Regions from separate parts of the Sus scrofa genome. Here region 1 is linked to region 2. Evidence: chromatin contacts called from public Hi-C data. All regions are on one chromosome and are shown on one strand. The core of a region is the stretch at or near the end of the contact, and the rest is flanking DNA. Distances in the headings are between cores, read along the strand shown. Region 1 holds the start of STMN1 (stathmin 1). Region 2 holds the start of AUNIP (aurora kinase A and ninein-interacting protein).

What was found. Hi-C and Micro-C count contacts between places; a contact is called where the count stands out from the background.
Region 1: a Hi-C map of skeletal muscle shows a contact between it and region 2, with 8 times the contacts expected there. The contact joins the promoter of STMN1 here to the promoter of AUNIP in region 2. A contact is called at or near these places in 3 of 47 Hi-C or Micro-C datasets (heart right ventricle, liver and skeletal muscle).

The regions. Positions count from the first base shown.
Region 1 is chr6:83,359,080-83,366,203 of Sscrofa11.1, forward strand. STMN1 (stathmin 1) reads right to left here and starts at 1,256. Exons shown (of 4, transcript NM_001009582.1): 1 at 1,224-1,256; 2 at 567-739. The coding sequence starts at 1,236.
Region 2 is chr6:83,312,455-83,319,815 of Sscrofa11.1, forward strand. AUNIP (aurora kinase A and ninein-interacting protein) reads right to left here and starts at 4,188. Exons shown (of 3, transcript XM_013999063.2): 1 at 3,763-4,188. The coding sequence starts at 3,846. It overlaps PAQR7 (progestin and adipoQ receptor family member VII), which reads right to left. Exons shown (of 3, transcript NM_213739.1): 3 at 5,958-7,361. The coding sequence ends at 6,972. It also overlaps the pseudogene LOC110261117.

The sequences.
Region 1 (7,124 bases), core at 6-2,505, 44 kb after region 2:
AAAAAAAAAAAGGAAAAGAGCTGTCACGATATCAGTGAGCCAGCTGAGCAACACAATCACATTACTAGCAATTTAAAATGTTTTTATTGTCCAGGTCTCAAAAGACAAAACAAAATAAAAAACCACACACACACACGAACCCAAAAAACATATCAAAACCCCAAAACATAGAGACAAAAAGAAAAAAAGAATCTTCCACCAACAAATCTATTTTTCAAAGAGAAAGCATGAGAAGCATGAACTTTGGTTTCAGACAGACCTGGGTGTGAATTCTGGCTCCGACACTCACTAGCTATATGACTTGGGAAAATGACTTACATTCCCAAGACCATTTTCTAATCTGGTCTTTCAGAGCACACCTACTCTCCAGCGTCACTGCAGAAAAGGAGGACAATGAGAGTACAGGAGAGGGTACGTGTAACAGGAGCCCAGTAAATGATAACTGGTATTTATTCCTCCCACTGGCATATCTAGCCACAATTCTGTTTTCCTCTTGTTATGGAAATAAAACAGATTTGCCACATTACATTAAAAAAATACCCTGCTTTCTGTGAACTGATGTTTACCTTGCGTCTTTCTTCTGCAGCTTCTAATTTCTTCTGAATTTCCTCCAGGGAAAGATCCTTCTTCTTTGGAGGGGAAAGGGGGAATTCTGGGACGGATTCTTTTGATCGAGGGCTGAGAATCAGCTCAAAAGCCTGGCCTGAGGCACGCTTCTCCAGCTCCTTCACCTGGATATCTGGATTTTATGATTTTTATATCATATTTATAACACACTCAGAAAAATAGTTTTCCTGTTCTAATAGGCTGTTCTATTTTCTAAAAACCAAATCAATTTACTGAACAGAATTAGGGCTGATGAAGCAGCTGTGTTTATTGGAAGAAATTATCTAAACACCTCCCAGAAAAACAAAGCTCAACATTTTTGGGCTAATAAACACCATTCTGAGACATCAGTATTTGACAATCATTTTCTCAAACAAAAAAAAGTTGTGCAGAACTCCACATTATGCTTTAGGCCAAGTCAAATCATCTAATAATGAAACAATTAATTATGAGCTGTCAGTACATTCAAGTGACAATAATTTTTTCTTCTTTATAAAACAGATTTCTTAGTAAGACCACAACACTAGTGCCAAATTAAAGGCATAAGACCTGAGCCATCTCCTATTCTCAAATTAGAAGCCCGTGGCAAATTCAGCTTTTTCAAATAGATTACCTACCAGAAGAAGCCATGGTGAATAGAAGACAAGAGACTGGCAGTGTATTCTACACAATCCACTGGCAAGGAAAACCCTGAAAATGATTTTCAAAAGCACGCAATCAAATTTTTTGCATTTCTATGTCATGAATTCAAAGGGACTTCAAATCATATCCATACAAATTAAGGCCAGAAAAATTACTACTGTGAAATTAAATAAGACATCATTAGCCAGAAAATTTTATCTATAAAATACTCAAACACTGGGAAACCTGAATTGAATAGAATGCTGGTTGCAGAAGATCAAGTTAACTGAGCTTGCCTGTACAAAACACACTTCGATTCTTAAAACTAGACAAGGTTTAAATCACAAGATTTTTCTTCCCCTAATAAACTCTAAACTTTCCTCCCTGGCGAGAAGATATTCCAGATTCAACTCAACAGTGAGACCGGAGCCATCTTAACACTGCCTACAACTCATTGTGCAAATGGAACACCCACCCCTGCTTTGTCTGTGTCTGCCATGGTGTAAAACAAAACGCCCAAGCTAATATTAACCAATAATGTCGAACGCCTATTGTTCCTGCGGTTTAAGCTCCTCGTCCTACAGCGGGTAACACTAATTTTATGAACCTCAAGGTTTTAGATTACAATATTTGATGGTTTGTGTAGAATTTTCTCATGAAAAATTCTACATCCCTTCATTTTTTTTTAGGTCATGAATCTTGTAAACCCCAAGCTAGTACCAAAAACGTAGGAATACAGGTTCTCAGCAGCTGGAATTTAAAATCCGAAGCAGCGAAACGATCTAACCCCGGCGGAGCATTAGACTCAACATCAACCCCAGGATGGGCGTGGCCCTGGTCCAGGAGAGGAAAAGCGGCCAGCCGCCCCCGGCCAATCAAAGCACACCCTGCACACCAGCCCCTGGCCCCGCCCCCTTCCTCCCCGCGCCTTTTCGAATCTCCCCGAACTCACAACACCCGAGCCCGCGCGCGTGGGAAGGGGAGGGATGGGCGGGGCTAACGGTCCTATCCGGGTAACTCCGCCCTTCCCGGGCTCGCCCTGCGCAGACGCCCCCCTTCCCTACTCCCGCCAAAAACACCTTGAGGTGGCCCCCATCCCGGGTGCAGCTCGGCGGGTGGAGCAGTCCCCGGGAAAAGGCAGTGGGGTAGTCCTGCCGTCGGCTCGCCGCCTCTTTCCTTTGCTTCCAACCAACCTGCCGCCACCCAAGCTGTCTGCGCCCCCCGCCGCGAGAATGGAGAGCTCTCGTGGGGTGTCACCCTCTTGGAACAGCCCCACAGTCAGTCGGCGAGGGCGCGGCCCTGGTCGCCCAGAGTCTGGCCCTAAGGCCGCTGCTCCCTGGGGGCGCCGCCCCGCCCCCTTCAGACAATGGGGACCCCAGCGGGGCTGCACCTGCAAGGCGAGAGCCTACGCCCCCTATTGTCTTCTAGATGGTACCCTGGGGCTAACGCTAGGGGCTCGTTCAGCTGGCCGCGCCCCTTCCCCACGACAGCCGCGCCCCCAGGGAGCGGGGACAAAGCCGAGGCTCCGCCCGAGCCACACACAAAGCGCTACGACCCCCGCCCGCCAGACCCTCCGGGGCTCACGGCCCCGCCCGCCGCCCTCCAGCAGGGGGCCGCTGCCAAGGCCCGGCCCCTCCCGCCGGCCGCCACCCTCTCGCAGCCCGCAGCCCGCCACCGCCTCCTGCTAGAGCCCTGCACCCACCTGCTCGGTCCGAGCCGCCTGGCCACACTCTGAGCACCAACAGACCCGGGCGCGCACAAAAGCGCCAAGCAGCGGCACGTGACCTCCTCGCAGGGATCAGCATTGGCTGAAAGCGGCAGCACGTGCCGGCCCCTCCCCCCACAGCCCTTGGTGGGCCCCGCCTCTGGAGACCCCGGAGCACCTCGGGAAGTGTAGTTCAGGCTGGCTAGGCAGGGGGACAATGCGAGGGGTGAGGGCTACTTAGGGTGTCCCCAGCTGAAAGCCGGGGGCCAGAGTGGTTATTTGGCCGTGGAGGAGGGAGATGCAGTGACCACTGCCTGGGTCTGAACCAGTTCTCCCATCCTTAGAAAAAGGGCAGGGCGGGGTCCCTCTCTACCTCTCAGAGTGTGGCCTCCTGGACTCCGCCCCTGTGGAGCCGCTAGCCCTACATCGCTCCAAGGGCAGCACTCCGGCAGCGTATTGTCCCTCCGGCGCCCTACCCTGTGCAGCCTCCTAAAACGCCCAAGCCCTTGTGACAGGACAATGCCACCCTACGTCCCTGCAAGATCCCCTGCGCCGGGCGCCCTACCTGGCCATCCGCCTGTCACCTGTATTGTGACATCATCATCAGCCCACTCTGCCCTAACAGGTCACGGGCGTGGCCCTTAACTCATTGTTTGCGTTCTAGCTACCACGTTAGGGTCCCTGAGTTGGTGACCAGAGACCTGCGGGAAGGGGCGGGGTGGGGAGAGTGAAAGGCTACGGAATTTGATCTCCTTTGGTCTAACAAAGTCACTAGACTTAAATGAAGACTCCATCTGTTCAGCCATGCCTTTTGCCGGAAGATAGGGAAGGAAGAGCTATAGCAGTTCTCGACTACACAGACTGCAGTTAAGTGTTGCTTTTGTTCTTGAAGCACGTGCTCGCGGATCGGTGCTGGGCCCTTTTAAAGAACCAAAACAAAAGAAGCCACAAGGTCACGGTTCCCCCTTCCCTGACAGATGAAGCACAGGAGAAGCACAAAGGAATTTGGTCTGACCCTGGCTATCTTAGAATGACTGGTCTTATTATCACAAAAAGACCAGAGGAAAAAAATAAAATTATGATGGGTCCCAAGCCCCTTCTCTCATTCCCGGACCAAGGCTGTGTCCTGGGTGATGGTCATTACACCAAAGCACCTGCTTTGACATCCTGACTAGGCAGAAGGACACCTTAATTTTATTGATCAGTGGGCTCCACTTCCCCAAGCCAAGAAACAAACACGACCCACTTTGCTGTAACAAGAATCCTATAAGGATTCCCCACGTCCAGCTAGTCACTAGGGAGTTATATGCTGGAGTCAAACACAATTCATAGGTGCCGGACACAAGGAAAACTGGATCATACAGGAGGCAGACACATCACACGAAGCAAACAATTAGCAATGTACTGTTGCCTGAAATATGCTTGTTGAGGCATTTTCTCCAACAATCGCTCTTGTGTGGGGTCGGTTTCTCCCCCGCCCCCAATCTAAATGGTTTTCCCTTAGTCTGTAACCAGGAATAGGAATAATTCAGATTCTAAGCTCCCAGAGGCTTCTCCCTCTCAGACCAAACTTAGCCACCGAACAGCCAGGTGTTTCCATCTGTCAGTTTTCTGAGCAAAATCTCAGAAAACACTAGGAGAGGGGTGGGGATAAGACCTCAATGAAAAGTGACATTTTGGCAGGCAACACACAGTAGCAAGAAACCGACGGCCAAGAGGTCTGTTATCCCCTGAACCAGCCTTTATCTTGAAGTCTTTGTACTCAATCTGGAGGTTTTCAGAGGAAGGTCCCACCCACTTGCTGCATTTTTTTTTTTAAATACAAGAAATTGCCATGCAGAAAAATCTCACGTTTCTGACTATTAATGTTGTGACAGGAAAAAAAAAAATCTTTCAAAACACGGATTATTTCAAAGCACTTACACTGCTTCCACCCCCCCACCTTTTCTTTCTCCCAAGAGCAGATGTCTATTTCCATGGAAACCACAGCTAGGACCGAAGATGTTAGAACTCATATGGATTTTAAAATCTTTTTTAACGATGCCACTCGGCTTCTGGGTTTGTTGTCAGATGCCTGGTCCTACCAATCTCTGTGATAAGGATTTCCTGAGAGCCTCACTGGTGCTTGAGGACTGAGGGGACTGGGGTAAGGTCTCCCCTAGAATGATCCTGTGAATAAAAAAGTGTTGATTCGGTGGGCTGATTCTCGATTCTGTAGGGTGGGGCTGCCTTTCTGAGAACCAGATCACAGCTATATATTGTCAACTCTTGTAAGTGTTCATGTTGGAGCCTTGGAATAGGAAGGGCTTTCAACTGTAAGGAGAGAAAAGAGCTTTGCCATCTCACTTTGGAGAGGGGCAGAAGCTCCCTTCTCAGAAGCTTCCTAAGACTAACATCCAAATCCACTCCCTCCTGAAGTGGCAACAAGGAGTTAATGTTCACATCTTGGAATTGTCTGTCTTTGCCCATGAGAATTATTTTTGCCTCTGCTCAGATGGTTTGGTCGAGTTGCTGTGGAGCTGGCTGTGACTATAGATTAACACAAAGTGAAGTTAAGATATGGCAGTCATCCAGTTTATTTGATCTGTGTAGACAGCGAAAGGAGAGCATTTCAGGCTTCAAAGTCCAGAAGGGACGTCTACACTGATCAAACGAGTCAGGCTGTTGTCAGATTGCTCTGTTCTTACAGAGCACCGGCAGCCTTTGTTCATTGTTGGTTCTGAGCCTGCAGGGTTGTCTCCCACAAAGGCTCCCCTGAGTTCCACTGCTGCTTATAGGGCTTGTCCTTGGCAAAAGGGTGTCATGGGAGAGGTTTTCTCCTTGTCCTCAGCCTCGCTGTTCCCTTTGTCCCCTAATCCTTAGGCGTTGTGCTCTAACAGTCCCTTCGAAACCTGTCTGTGTATCTACTATCTCCCTCACTAGACAACTAAGACGGAAAAGGCAAGGGTTGTGTCTTTGTCTCAGTGCTGGCCCAGAACCGGGCCTGGCCCAGGTTCATGGGGCCTGGATGTCTGCAGTTGACTTTAGACAAGAACCATCTTTTTCTCTCATTTATTTATTTTAGGGCCGCACCTGCGGCATTTGGAGGTTCTCAGGCTAGAGGTTGAGTTGGAGCTGCAGCTGCCAGCCTACACCACAGCTGCAGCGACTCAGGATCTGAGCCGTGTCTGCGACCTACCTAGCAGCTCACGGCAATGCGGGATCCTTAACCCACTGAGGGAGGCCAGGGATTGAACCCAAGTCCTCATGGTAATTAGTCAGGTTGGGTACTGCTGAGCCACAATGGCAACTCTAAGAACCACCTCTCTTATCCTCAGCTTCCTCTCCTGTAATGCTAGACACCTGCGCCATATAGAGGCGGTGAGGATTAAACGAGATAATGTATATGAAAGTGCTTAGCGTGATGCCTGGTACATATGTGTGCTGAGGCATATTAATGGTATTGCTAGAGAAGTTCTTGATTACTATAGATTACCAAATAAATGAATGACTAGTAGGCTTTCTCCTTTTTGGTGGGAATCATCGTCACTGGGTTAACTTTTCCCATGGGGTGTTTTTGAAATTCAGTTACCTTAACATTTTGAATAGATCAATACCTTTACATAGTTTAGGAATAAAGCATAAAAAGTCCTCCTCCATTCTCTATCCCCATCTGCCAAATTCTCAGCTTACCCTTCCCCCCTCATAACCATTATTATCAGTTTCCTGCGTATCCTAGAGTTCCTCCATGCATACATAAGCAAATTTGTAGATATGCATTCCTTTTTTTTTCCCTCTTTTTTGGCTGCCCCCGAGGCATATGGAGTTCCCGGGCCAGGGATCAGATCCAAGCCACAATTGTGATCTACACCGCAGCTGGGGAAAGGCCTTAACTCGCTGTGCTGGAACAGAGATGGAACCTGCATTCCAGCACTGCAGAGATGTTGCCAATCTCATGCCACAGCGGGAACTCCTGTGGATATGTATTCTTATTAACCGCTTCATAATGCAATAGCAGTCTACGGTAACTGTTCTGCACTTAGCATTTTTTCGCTTAGCAATGAGTATGAAGGATCTTTTCATACATCAAGCATTTCCTGGATCTGGGATCCAATGTATGAACGTTCCATAATTAACCAGTGCCCTATCCGTGGCCTTAGGTTAGTCCCAGTTTTTTGCTATTTCAAACAATATTGTAATGAATGAATAAGCT
Region 2 (7,361 bases), core at 2,938-5,437:
AAAAAAATTTTGAGGTGATTCATTTGTTGAAAATGACTTTTAAGACACTGTTTTAATGGCCCGCAATTGATTTTGTTCAGCAGGTTGTAGCTACCTAAGACAGACTTTCATTAATTGTTTAGATTAACCACTGGTCTTTGGACTACTGCCCAAATTATCCAAAACCAGCATACCCTTTCAGTGTCAAAATCCCTTTCTACCCACTCAGTTAAATCTTCCTTGATAACTCCAAGTAATGACAATCTCTCTGGCCTCCAAAATCACCTTTCCCTTAGGACCACTCATCTGGACATATATTCTGTCTTGCAGTGGTTAAGAACACTGGCCTTTGCAGCAGTCAGAACTGGGCCTGAACTTACCTGCTCACTTGGGTAAATTTCCTAATCCAAGCCTCAATTTTTCATCTATAAAACAGATTTAAAAAAACAGATTACAGTACCTACTCCACTGAATTTTTTTTAATACATGTATAACAGAACCACTCTACTATACACCTCAAACCAATACAATATCATAAATCAACTAAATTTCAATAAAATCTTCTTTTAAAAAAAGCTGAAGAAATACTGAAATACTTAGATATAGTAATTCTGCTTCCAGCAACTCATTCTAAGGAAATCATCAGAAATACACTTGGAGGTTTCCGTGCACACATTTTCCACCATTGTGTCACTTAGGCCACAGGTAACAGAAACCTGAGAGAAAGACTGTAAACCAAGAGGGTGTTTATCCTCATGTATCGAGAAATCCAAAAGACTGGTGCAGCAGCTCTATCCAAGCTCCTTGAGTCTTTCCATTGTACCAAGCAGAACAAGGGCTATCTTCATCCCCCAAAATGGCTCTGCTACTCCTTGGCTTCATGTCTGTGCTCCAGGCAGGATACAGAAAGAAGAACAAAGGTTCATGCTTGCCAAATCTGTCCTTCTGCAACCTAGCAGTTGTATTAAACAGACTTCCACTAGTATTTTTTTTTTTTTTTACTGTTTCGTCAACTATAGTCACCATGTGATACAACAGATTCTAACTTATATCATGATCCCTTGTATTAGATCCTAACTTGTTCAAGATCCACTTGTATATATTTCTTAACTTGCCAAAGCTGTGGCCTCCCTTAGCAAGAGCTGGGGAAGTACTGGCAACTAGGCACATGATCTTCTCCTTCATCCAAAGTGGAGTTCTGCTAATAAGGAAGGTAAAACACAAAACACAGGATCTGTTTAATTACAAAATCCCCTGTAGCTACTAATGTCAGGTTTTTTAATTTTACTGACCTGGAAAAATGCTCGGGATATGTCAAAAGTAGAACAGAGAACATGTAGAATAAAACCACAGTTTTGTTTACAAAAATAGCTGCTGTTACAACCTATGCCACAGCTGTGACTATGCCAGATCCTTAACCCACTGTGCTGGCCAGGGATCGAACCTGCGTTCTAGGGCTACAGAGATGCCACAGATTCTGTTGTGCCACAGCAGGAACTCCCAAAAGGGTATTACTGATGGATAGACAGTTTTTATCTTACTGAATATTTTCTGTAGTGTCTAAATTTTCTCCAATATTATCTTTATAATAGGAGGAAATGTTATTTTTAAAATACCCCCTAAATTTTTTTTTTGTGTGTGTGTCTTTTTTTGTTGTTGTTGTTGTTGCTATTTCTTGGGCCGCTCCCTCGGCATATGGAGGTTCCCAGGCTAGGGGCTGAATTGGAGCTGTAGCCACCGGCCTAGGCCAGAGCCACAGCAACTCGGGATCCGAGCCACGTCTGCAACCTACACCACAGCTCACGGCAACGCCGGATCGTTAACCCACTGAGCAAGGGCAGGGACCGAACCCGCAACTTCATGGTTCCTAGTCAGATTCGTTAACCACTGCGCCACGACGGGAACTCCTAAAATACCCCCTAAATTCTTAAAGAAGACTAAGTCCAAAATATTTTACACTTATTCACTTTCATCTTCACTGTCAAAAGAAAGGACGCTACTGTTTCCTTTTTTTTTTTTTTTTTTTTGGTCTTTTTCTTGTCTGTTTAGGGCCTCATCCATGACATATGGAAGTTCCCAGGCTAAGGACTGAATCCCTAGGATTGAGCTGCAACTGCCGGCCTACACCACAGCAACACTGGATCCGAGGCTACGTCTGCTACCTACACCACAGCTCATGGCAATGCTAGATCCTTAACCCACTGAGCAAGGCCAGGGATCAAACCTGCATCTTCACGGACACTAGTCAGGTTCATTAACACTAAGCCACGACAGGAAGTCCAGAAGACTACTGTTTCTGATTTGCTTTTATGAGTTCTTTTTAACTAAGTCTTATTTATTTCATCGTCTTTTTTTGAGCTTGCTGTTAAACCCAAATACTTTTCATCTGAGCAACACTTCACTGGTTTTCAATACAACATTCTTCCATCAGCTGAAGCTGGTTCTTCATCTGCTCTGGCAGCCTTAATTTCTGCTTTAATCTTCCTGACTTCTTCAGCTGACAGGGCTCGCTTTTTCAAAACCACCACTTAGAAGTGTTATTTTCTTTGTCACTGTGATCACCATCTTCATCTGGGAGCTGAGGCAGGATTCCTTGGTTTCTTCAGGGGTCCCTTCCCTGCAGCCAACCCATTCCTTGAAACAGGCCAGGAAAGCCGACTTGACTAGCCCCATGTAGATCACCTGGTTCTGCTTGCTTATGGCCGCTCTGGGGAAAAACAGGCTCCCCCTCCACCACCTCCACCACCACCACCACCTGGAGATTGTCTCACCAAACTTTTTGAGTATCTGCCACTTATAAGGCATGTGATATACCAGCAAAGTGCCTGACACATAGTAAGCACTCAATAAATTACATATTGCTATTATGTATACATCTGTTTTCTTCCCCCACAAGACTGTAATAAACTTGAGGAAGAATCCTGCCCTTAGGGTCTGTTTTGAAGCTATTTTTCAAGTGTAAAATGAATATCATTATATCACTACTGTGTAGATGAGTACCAAACAAGGTAATTCATCTGAAATAGCACAATCTCCAGCTTAAAATGCTCAATAAACATGAACTATTATAGCATCCTTTTGCTTTTCTGTAATAACTAACAGAGACTCTTGCATATGTGCCAAACCTGGGTGTAATTTTCAATTCTCCTAGTTGGGTGAACCTGGGTTAATTACCTCACCTGCGTTTCCTTATTCCGCTAAGGGAGATGCTACATATAATACACATTAAATACTTAACACAGTATTTTTGGCACCCAGAGGATGCTCAATAAATATCAGGCCAGCTCCCCTTCCAGTCTCATCTATTTTTTACCCCCTACAGTTTACAAGTTCTGGGCAGGTAAATGGCCGGCAACCTGGCAAGGAGGGACCCACAGGGCAAGAACTAGCCAAGTTTGCATAAGCAGCCAGCCCTCCACACTTCATCCTCAGCTACCGTCCCGTAGGGGCTGTGAGCTCCTAAGGAGTCTGCTCCATTACGCTCTTCCGGGCAAATTTTCCCTCCACCTTCTCCCCTCACCTCGAAACTTCGCTGCCCCAGGGTCTCCACATCCCTCCACGGCCTGCCTGCCTTCCGCCCCCATTTTCTCTTCACTCCTCCCAAACCCTGCTTTTCAACCTTCTTCAGACTCCAATCCCTCTCTCCCCTAAACTTCCAAAGTTGTTCCGACTCGGCCCCCGACTTTACCCCCATCACCTTCTTGTCCCCCCCAAACTCCTCCCTTCTCATGCCTTCGGGGCCCCAAACCCTCCCCACCAACCCCTCTGGCCCCGACACCCCACCTGCGCTTTCCGCCTCTTCAGCGCCGCCGCGTCCAGCCACACGCCGCAGGCCTCCTCCTCCTCCTCCGGGCCTCTCCGCCTCATGGCCGGTGAAGAGAACAAGCCGAAGCAACTCACCGCTGAGTCTCAGGCCGCCTTAGGGAACCACCATAACAGACCCCGCCGAAGTTTAGATCTCGCGCCAACGCTGGGGGTGGAGCAACGGCGCGTCCGCCCGGCGCAGGCACCGCCCCCAGCGTCAGCTCCGCCCCAGCTCAGGCTCCGCCCCTCTCCTAAGCCCAATGGGATGGATACCTTCACTACCACCTCAACAGATCTGATTCGTCGTGAGCCTTTCCAGTTACCAAGGCGCGTTCTTTACGGATTTCTCATTCAAGAGTTGTACTCCGGGAGTTCCCTTCCTGGCTCAGCGGAAACGAATGTGACGAGCATCCGTGAGGACGCAGTCCGATCTCTGGCGTCACTCAGTGGGTTAAAGATCCGGCGTTGCTGTGAGCTGTGGTGTGAGCTGTGGTGTAGGTCGCAGATGCGGCTCGCATCCAGGGTGGCTGTGGCTGTGGCCGGGGCCATAGCTCCGATTTGATCCCTAGACTGGGAACCACCATATGCCTTCGGTCCGGCCCTAAGAAGCACCAAAAAAAAAAAAAGAATTGTATTCTGAAACTGTGCTATATGAACGTGTTCCCGACGTTGCACAAGGAATGCGCGTTTTCTTTTTGCTGAGTTAGTTGCACTTTCTTATAACCATCAGGGCTCAGAGTTTGCCATGTCTCACAGGTGAATCTTCAAGAACATCTCAAAAGGAAGAGGAGGAGCTGAAGCTCTGGTCCTCCAACTCCAAAGCTGGGGTCCTCAAGACTACCCTAAATGGATTACTTTTGTAATTCAAAACAAAAAAAAAGTTTAACTATGAAACCACATGGGAGAGGATTTAGAAAACGTTAAGGAGAATGAAAACTAAAAATTTGGAGTCAGGAACTAGCTTTCAGTCCTGCTTTCACCACTTACTCTATGGCGTTGGATTTTAAAGATTAAGTTTTGTGAAAGTATTTTGTATATTCTGAAAGCTCTTCAGAAATGCAAAAAACGCTGGTAACCCATCCATCCTTCTTTTATCTGTAACCACAATCTCTATAGATGTAATATATATAACAGGTTATTTTAGCAATGGAGTGTTACTTTTTTTTCATCCAGGATTTTTTTTTTTTTTTTTTGCTTTGCTTACCTGTACTTCCTAATTTCCCTCACTGTACATATATTGATCTATATTGCTTGTGTACTGTGGAAATGGCAATAGTGTAAACATTAACATATAACAACATTATAAAAAGTTAACATAAAGATCCTTGATTGAAAGTCCAAAATTGAAATCTTTGTCAAAGTATATATTTAAACACATTCTTTTATTTTTTATTTTTTATTTTTTTGTCTTTTTGTCTTTTTTGTCTTTTGTTGTTGTTGTTGTTGCTGTTTCTTGGGCCGCTCCCGCGGCATATGGAGATTCCCAGGCTGGGGGTTGAATCGGAGCTGTAGCCACCGGCCTACGCCAGAGCCACAGCAACGCAGGATCCGAGCCGCGTCTGCAACCTACACCACAGCTCACGGCAATGCTGGATCATTAACCCACTGAGCAAGGGCAGGGATCGAACCCGCAACCTCATGGTTCCTAGTCGGATTCGTTAACCACTGCGCCACGACGGGAACTCCCACATTCTTTTAATTTGGGGGGGGCACACATGCAGCATATGGAAGTTCCCAGGCTAGGGGTCGAATCAGAGCTACAGCTGCCGGTCTATGCCAGAGCCACAGCAACTTGCGATCCAAGCTGCATCTGCAACCTACATGCCGGATACTTAACCCACTGAGCAAAGCCAGGGATCAAACCTGCATCCTCATAGATACTAGTCGGGTTCATTATCCCTGAGCCACAATGGGAATTCCCACATTCTTTTAATTTCTAAAACTTATTTAGTGATAAAACTGCCTCTACCTATCCCACCAAAAAAAAAGTTCACATACATAGTGAATAAGGTGCCAACCCCAACCCCAGGCAAAGATAAAGCAGGAACTACCCCCTCCTCCCTGTGCCCACCCTCAGCTTCCCCCTGAAAACCTCCTCCAACACCCTGAGCAGGCCTAAAGGGGCACCAGGGTCCCCTCTCTAGGATAGGACACAAAAAACAAAGAGGCATCTGTTACCACAGTCACTTTATTGCACCCAGGACATGTCAAGGCCCAAACTACCCCTCACTCCAACCCCAGTGAACTCTCCCTTCCACACCTCTTAGTCTTCGGACAGGTTTTTCCCTCTTCCTGGAATACCCTTCTCCTTTTCCATCTGCAAACTCCTAGTCACCCTTCCCAACCCAAGACCCTGAGGGTCCCAGGCAGTACTACTTATTCCCTCCTCAGTGCTTCCCCTTACAGTTCATTCCGATCTTAAAGCCTTCACCATCCTGTATTGATCCACAGGGCCCAGTCAGTGGCCTGGCTCTGAGAAAAGGCCCAAGAAACAATGAATGGATAAACACTGAATCGTGAGTAAGGGAACTGGGAAAGTTGCTGGGAACAGGATGTGTAGGACACAGAGGTTTGAGCTAGGAGGGTTGGGGCTCGCTGTCTGGGACAGGGACTAAAAAAGTATGGGACACTGGATGGGATCCATTTCTACCTGGCATTATCTTCTACTTTTGGGGACGCTCTGGAACACTAAAATTCCGGGCTGGGGTTCAAGGTTCTGCACACATTCTGGGCCTGCCCTTTCCCTATCCACCAGAGAAATCTGAATAGAGGGGGTATTGCTGACGCTTCCCATCTCTCAGCTCACATCTGACTCTGACCTAAATCCCAACTTCACCCACTCCCGGATTGTCTGGAAGCCCTGGACCAGGGTCTTGGCCCCAGCTGATCCCCCATCCTCACTTCTAAGTAAAAGACAATGCAGGGAGGCAAACCTGGGTGTCCCAAATCCTTCTTTCCCTCTCGCAGGGCAGGGAGCTGGGACAGGCCCAGGACTGGACCCCAACATCTCCAGCCAATCCGCAAATTCAAAGACTGGCCAGTGCCACCCTTGGCAGCTGGGGCATACACAGAAAGTCATTGCGAGCCAGACACAAACAACTTTACCAGGGCTTGTTCCCATCTGGAGCCAAGCCCGGACCCTTGGGCCCCCATTACACCTCCCTCCCTCCTAGCTGCCACCCCACCGTTCACTGGGTCTTCCGATCGAGATCGAGTTTGCGTCGTACCAGCTGGCTCAGGAGGAACGCGGTAAGGATGCTGCTGCCTACGGTGAGCAAGAAGAGGCCGGAGAAGTTGTGGGGCCAGCGGGTATGCAGAGGCTCATAGATGGGCCGCCGGGCCTCATAGTCTAGCGCCACAGCCTCCAGCTGAGCCAGCGTGCACAGCACCAAGAAAACATGGAAGAGCTGGTGGCCCTGCCCAAAGATGTGACAGCTGCCAGGGAACCAGCGCTCAGGCATGAAGGCAGAGAAGAAAGCAGCAGCCAGTAGAAAGAAGACCACCTGGCATTTGTGGTAGAGAAGAGCCGGGTCGTCTGTGGCAGGTTCCGGGGACGCGAGGATGCGGTGCGCCACGGG